2 separate regions of the Muntiacus reevesi genome follow, and region 2 is linked to region 1. Evidence: chromatin contacts called from public Hi-C data. All regions are on one chromosome and are shown on one strand. The core of a region is the stretch at or near the end of the contact, and the rest is flanking DNA. Distances in the headings are between cores, read along the strand shown.

The links. Hi-C and Micro-C count contacts between places; a contact is called where the count stands out from the background.
Region 2: a contact with region 1 is called in a Hi-C map of muscle, with 2.9 times the contacts expected there. The contact joins the promoter of TMEM17 here to the promoter of EHBP1 in region 1. A contact is called at or near these places in 2 of 3 Hi-C or Micro-C datasets (blood and muscle).

Annotation. Positions count from the first base shown.
Region 1 is chr3:43,598,121-43,601,084 of mMunRee1.1, forward strand. It overlaps EHBP1 (EH domain binding protein 1), which reads right to left and starts at 1,516. Exons shown (of 22, transcript XR_010662331.1): 1 at 1,298-1,516; 2 at 58-461.
Region 2 is chr3:43,764,277-43,766,976 of mMunRee1.1, forward strand. TMEM17 (transmembrane protein 17) reads left to right here and starts at 1,370. Exons shown (of 4, transcript XM_065927260.1): 1 at 1,370-1,519. The coding sequence starts at 1,420.

The sequences.
Region 1 (2,964 bases), core at 266-2,765:
CAGAAGCAGCAGGGTTTAGGCCACAGCACAGCGAACTCTACACCCAGGCACTCTTACCATTTCTTGGTACATTCAACCATCAGTTCCTGGTAGGAGGCCACAAACTGGAACTTGGATGCGTGTTTTCCCACACGCTGTAGTCTCTTCCAAACTGAAGCCATGATGATCAGTCAAAACAGTGGAGCAGTTCTGGGTGAGCAACACAGCAGCTTTAACAAAGCAGAAGGTCCAAAGCAAAGGAGCTTTGCATGTATGTGTGTACTTTAAAAAACTCAACTACAACTTAAAATGATGTTTGGGGTCCATAAAGTCTTCTCCCTGTTTCACAGGGTAAATCCCATCCTAGATGAATGGCCCAGTCAAGAAGAGTATCACACACATGACAGGATGAGTGAGAGGAGGTTCCCTCATGGAGACATCACCATTCCACCTCGGGTCTATATGATATGTATTCTGGAGGACTGAAAAGCAAAACAAAGAGAAAAAATATGAGAAGAGAAGCATAAGAAGTGACTAACCACCCACGTCAGATAACACTGCAACAGACGACCCCAGTTCTCCAGCATGTTTTTCAAACAATGAAACAAAACACTAACCTCAAAAGCCAGTAACGTCAAGGATGCAAGACACCAAGGAAGAAATTGCAACTCACACCACAGACGTGGAGCAACACATCAGGTAATCAGCATCAACAATTGAGAGGCGAAAGCCGGGGCCCTACCTCCTCCTCCTAGCATCACAGAAGGGAGAGCAGAGCGGGAAAGTCTAGAGATGCTGCTCAATGTCCACCGCCAGTCAGAGGAAGGAGTGGAATATTTTTAAATAAACTTTATTTTTCAGGTGATAATTAATAGCTCTAAGTCCTAAAATAAGTGCGTGGAGCAAATTAAGGAGCGGGGACGAATGCTGCTGCTGAGTCGGAGGGGGAAATGGATGGGAAAAGAGGAGTGGAGGGAAATCTCAAGACAGAGACAGGGCAGTGTCCCGGCTCCAGGCCACTTGGGCTCTCATTCACCTTCGCTGCCAACCGGAGGGAAATGGAAACTCCTGCCTGGGCGTGAAGCAATGACCAAAGGGGCAAGTGCACGGTGCGGGGTGCGGTGCCTCCCTCCCCCATCCCCAGGGAAGAGTCCGCCGGAGCCTCCTCTCCTCCCGCACACAGCCCAGACCCCTGCCCCCAGCGGAGGCAGGCGGTGGCTCGCCCGCAGTCTCTGTCACCCAGGCGATGCCAGCAGACCCCAGCCCGGTACCCGAGTCCCGGCCCCGCAGCACGTCCACTCCCGCCCCCTCCTCACACCTCTAATCCCGCTGTCGGGCTGAGTCTGGCCCGGTTCCCTCCTCAGCGCCGCTCCTCCGTCGCCGCCGCAGCAGAAGCCGCCGCCGCCGCCACCGAGTCCTCCATCCCCGCCGGAGCCACATGGAACAGCCGAGCCAGCAGCGGCGCTCCCGGGAGCCGGGGTCTGCAGCCCCTCAGGCGGACAGCGCGCCTCACGCCCGCCCCCTCCCGGACGCAGTAGCCCCGCGACCGTCCCCCACCCTACAAAACCCTGCCAGAGCCGCCGCTCAGCGCCCAGCACCCCCTCCCCCGCCTTTCTCCTCCGCCACCATCATCATTACCTCCCCCGCCGCACCTCTCACACTAACCCTACCCACGGCGGCTCAACCTCCGTCCGCCCCGCCGCCATTGGCTGGGCCCGGCGCTTGCCCCGCCCACCTCGGCGACCGGGCCTTTGAGGGGCAGGGGCGCCTCATTGGCCGAGCAGGATGCCCATCACAGAGCTCCACCCTCCCCTAGTTCTGGAGGTGTTTTTCCGCCAGGCGGAACGCGGCGTACAATCTACCCTTCTTTAAAAAAAAAAAAAAAAAAAAATTGGAACCCTCTACGGACAATCCCTCCCATTCCTCTGATTGGCTTCAAGAGGGAAGAGCTAGGTGGGAGGAGGGAAGAGTGTTTATAGTGATCTGGAAGGTGGTTGCTGAAGGTGGATGTCGGTCAAAGGTGCTGGGCGGGGTTTATAGCTGGAGTCAGAGCAGAGCCCGGGACTGGCTTCTCTGCAGCTGTGAGCTGTGGAGCTGCTGTGGTTTTCTCTCCTCTTCTCTCCTATCCCCACCCTAGGAGTTGGGTGTGCCCTCTCTGCCACTCGCTGCTAGGGTGTTTGCGCACAGAGCCTTGGTTTAACCTCCTGGGATTTTTCCTCTGACCAACTGTAATGACCTAGCCAAGCCCCTACCAAACATTAGATCTGGTAGTCCTTAATGAACCAGATTCAATAACCAAAAGTGAAGTAGCTCAGTCGTGTCCGACTCTTTGCGACACCGTAGACTGTAGCCTACCAGGCTCCTCCGTCCATGGGATTCTCCTCCAGGCAAGAATACTGGAGTGGGTTGCCATTTCCTTTTCCAGGGGATCTTCCCGACCCAGGGATCAAACCCGGGTCTCCCGCATTGCAGGGAGACGCTTTACCCACTGAGCCACCAGGGACATAAAATGTTTATACTGCGATTTCTTCTTGTTATAATTCTTAAACGTTTTTATGAATCCTAGTTTCTCCTCTTCGCTATCGATCTTTTTCTCTCTCTCTTATAGATGAGTTTCGGAGGGTTAGCATATAAAAAGAGTGGTTATGGGCAAAGGAGAGGATGAAATAACCTAAGAAGAGTGTCAGGGCAGGGGCATTTAACCTTGTTAAAGGAGCCAAGGACCCTTTTGAGAACGGTGATGAAAGGTATAGATATTTTACCGAGGAGAAATAGATCCTATCCTAAGACAAATATTTGCTTTCAATTTTAGGTACTCCACAGACCTCCGGTTTAGAGAAAGAAGACAAAGAATGAACTTTGGGGGGGAATCTCAGCATTTGAGGAAGAAGTTAGGTGGGAAGGAGACAGGAGGGAATGGTCAGAGAAGTAGCAGCACCCTAGAAGCAATGGGTCAATTGAGAAAAAGAGGGAAACTAACTTATG
Region 2 (2,700 bases), core at 120-2,619, 170 kb after region 1:
ATAAACATTGTGGTATGGTCATACCACAAGGAAAAAGAATCTATACTTCACAATATGAAGGACTTTCATAAGAATAATTTTGAAGGCAAAGAGTTAGTTTTTTAAAAAGCAATTATATGATTAGTTTTATGTAAAGAATAAAAATAGGCAAAAATCTTCTATGCTCAAGAAGTCAGGAAAGGTCTGTAAGTAGTGGAGGGTTAGTAACTATGGTGGAATAGGCAGGGGGAGCTCCTTGGGTGTGGGTAAGGTTCTGTTTCTTAATCTGGGTTCTGGTTACCTATATTCAGCTTATGCCCTTTTCTGTATATGTATTATACCTAAATAGTTTTTCTTAAAAAAAAATACATCTTATTGAGAGAAAGTTGAAAAATACATAAATGTTTTAAAATTTTCAAATCACCCACAATCTACTACCTAGAAATTACTATTAACATTTTGATTATTTCCTTCTAGTCTTTTTCTGAAGTCACAGTGCTTGTGGATCTCCTTCCCCTCTTTACTCCCCACATATTTACACCCACACACACACACACATTTTATTAAATTAGATTCACTCCCACTTAGTTCTACATCTAATTTTTTAATTTTTACTGAAAGTTAATCCGATAATCAAACATTCGTTGCAAGCATGTTTTCAAATTGTTGCAATGTAGTGCATCAAATATAAATATATATATATGGTGTGTAAGGGCTTCTCTGGTGGCTCAGCTGATAAAAAATCTGTCTGCAATGTGGGAGACCTGGGTTCGATCCATGGGTTGGGAAGATCCCCTGGAGAAGGGAAAGGCTACCCATTCCAGTATTCTGGCCTAGAGAATTCCATGGACTGTATAATCCATGGGGTCACAAAGAATCAGACACGACTGAGCGACTTTCACTTTCATGGTGTGTATATATAAAATATTCCTAATATATAATATATTCCTAGAAGACAGTATGTGTGAATATATAAGTACGTATATATATGGCATGTGTATATATAAAATATCCCTACTACATAACAACATATATTCCTAGAAAAGAGTACGTGTATATACACATACATATAAGCTACTGGGTCATGAATATTCTCTAAGCTCTGCATTCATTCTGTATTTCCTTCCAAACAGGTTGCATTGACAAGGTGTTAGAGCTCATATATCAAGATCCAACCCCAGGTTGCTTATAATGATTCGTTGTTAAAAGGGTGGAACTTAAAACAAGACTAAGGAATCTGCGATTTGCACCCATCTGACGCGCTCCACAGGAATGTGTCCCCCTCATTCCTTTCAGTTCCAGGGGTCCCTGCGCCTCGGCCCCGCAGTGCATCCGCGCCTGCGCCGGAGCCCCAGCGCCACCCGCCTCTCGGTTGCCGTGGGAACAGCTGAGCACTGCAGCGCCCGGAGACCTAGCAGTGAGCGGTACCGAGCCCCCGGCATGGAGCTGCCGGATCCGGTCCGCCAGCGGCTGGGAAACTTCAGCCGGACCGTGTTCAGCGACTCCAACCGGACCGGTCCGGAGTATAACGAGGGTCCGGGTGAGTGGCCGAGGCCCAGCGCAGGGCGTGTGGCCCGCGGAGGACCTGGCGCGGGGTTTGGAATGGCCAAATTTTGCCCAAACCTAAGATGGCGGTTTGGCCTTCAGCTGGTTCTCCGCAGTGCGGGAAACGCCCTGGAGGAGGGGCCGGGCCGCTGGCTGGGACCGGGACCAGATACACGGACTCTGATACGAGCTGGTCCCGGGCTGATTATGCTGCAACCTAACCGGCCAGTTGCAAGAGGGGCGGCTGAGGTGGCGCTGGCATTCTTCAAAAAATAAATAATATAAAGCCACCTTCGCAACCCGCGTCCGGTGCCTTGCGTCCGAGAAGGCTGAGAAGGCCGACTTCTTTGCTTTTCCTCTACGGCCTCCGCCCTGGCTTTTCTGCCCTGAATGGAGTGAAAAGAGCCCACGCAATCTCCCCTTCCACTCCTCCCCCCTCCCCCCCGCACCCCGGTAAAATATCTTTTCCTTTTCTTCTTTCCTAGCAGAACAGGTACTTGCCACAAGTCCATTTTCTGGCAGAAAACATAGAAGGTGTTTTTTTTTTTTTTTTTTTTTTAATGAGTTATTTTAAACGTTCTCCAATCCGGAATGGCAGCTGCCACACTAGCGGCGCCTTTAACAAAACTCGCCGTCTCCCCACTTTCTCCTTCCCCTCCCCTGTATATATATAACTCTTGACCCAAATCAAGTAACAAAATACCACGATGCTGCATTTGATGTGACAAGTGACAACGCAGTTTTCTGCAAAACAGTTTAACCCTCTTAAAATAATGATGATAGACAACATACTGTCAACCACACTCACGCATCTTTTATCACTGAACTGTGCTGGGAAATAGAAATCTTTTCCTCTTGCTTGGTTCAGGGATTTTTTCAAAGGGAACAGAGAAAAGTCATTTCCCACCGTTTCAATTTTTTACCCTAACCACTTGCCTGTCCTCCCAGTTTAAGGCTAGTTACGATTTAGGATGTACAGAGAAAAACATAATGTGAAAAATTAGGTTATTACGTTTCTGATTATAAAGCCAGGGCTTAACAGGCGCTAAAATCTGATGATGTAAAGTATCAGGGGTTTTCTGTAAAGGGCCGGATAGTAAATACTTAATACCGTCCAGGCCATAGGTCTCTGTGGCAGTTATAGATAATGATAATGGAATAGACATGGCAGTGTTC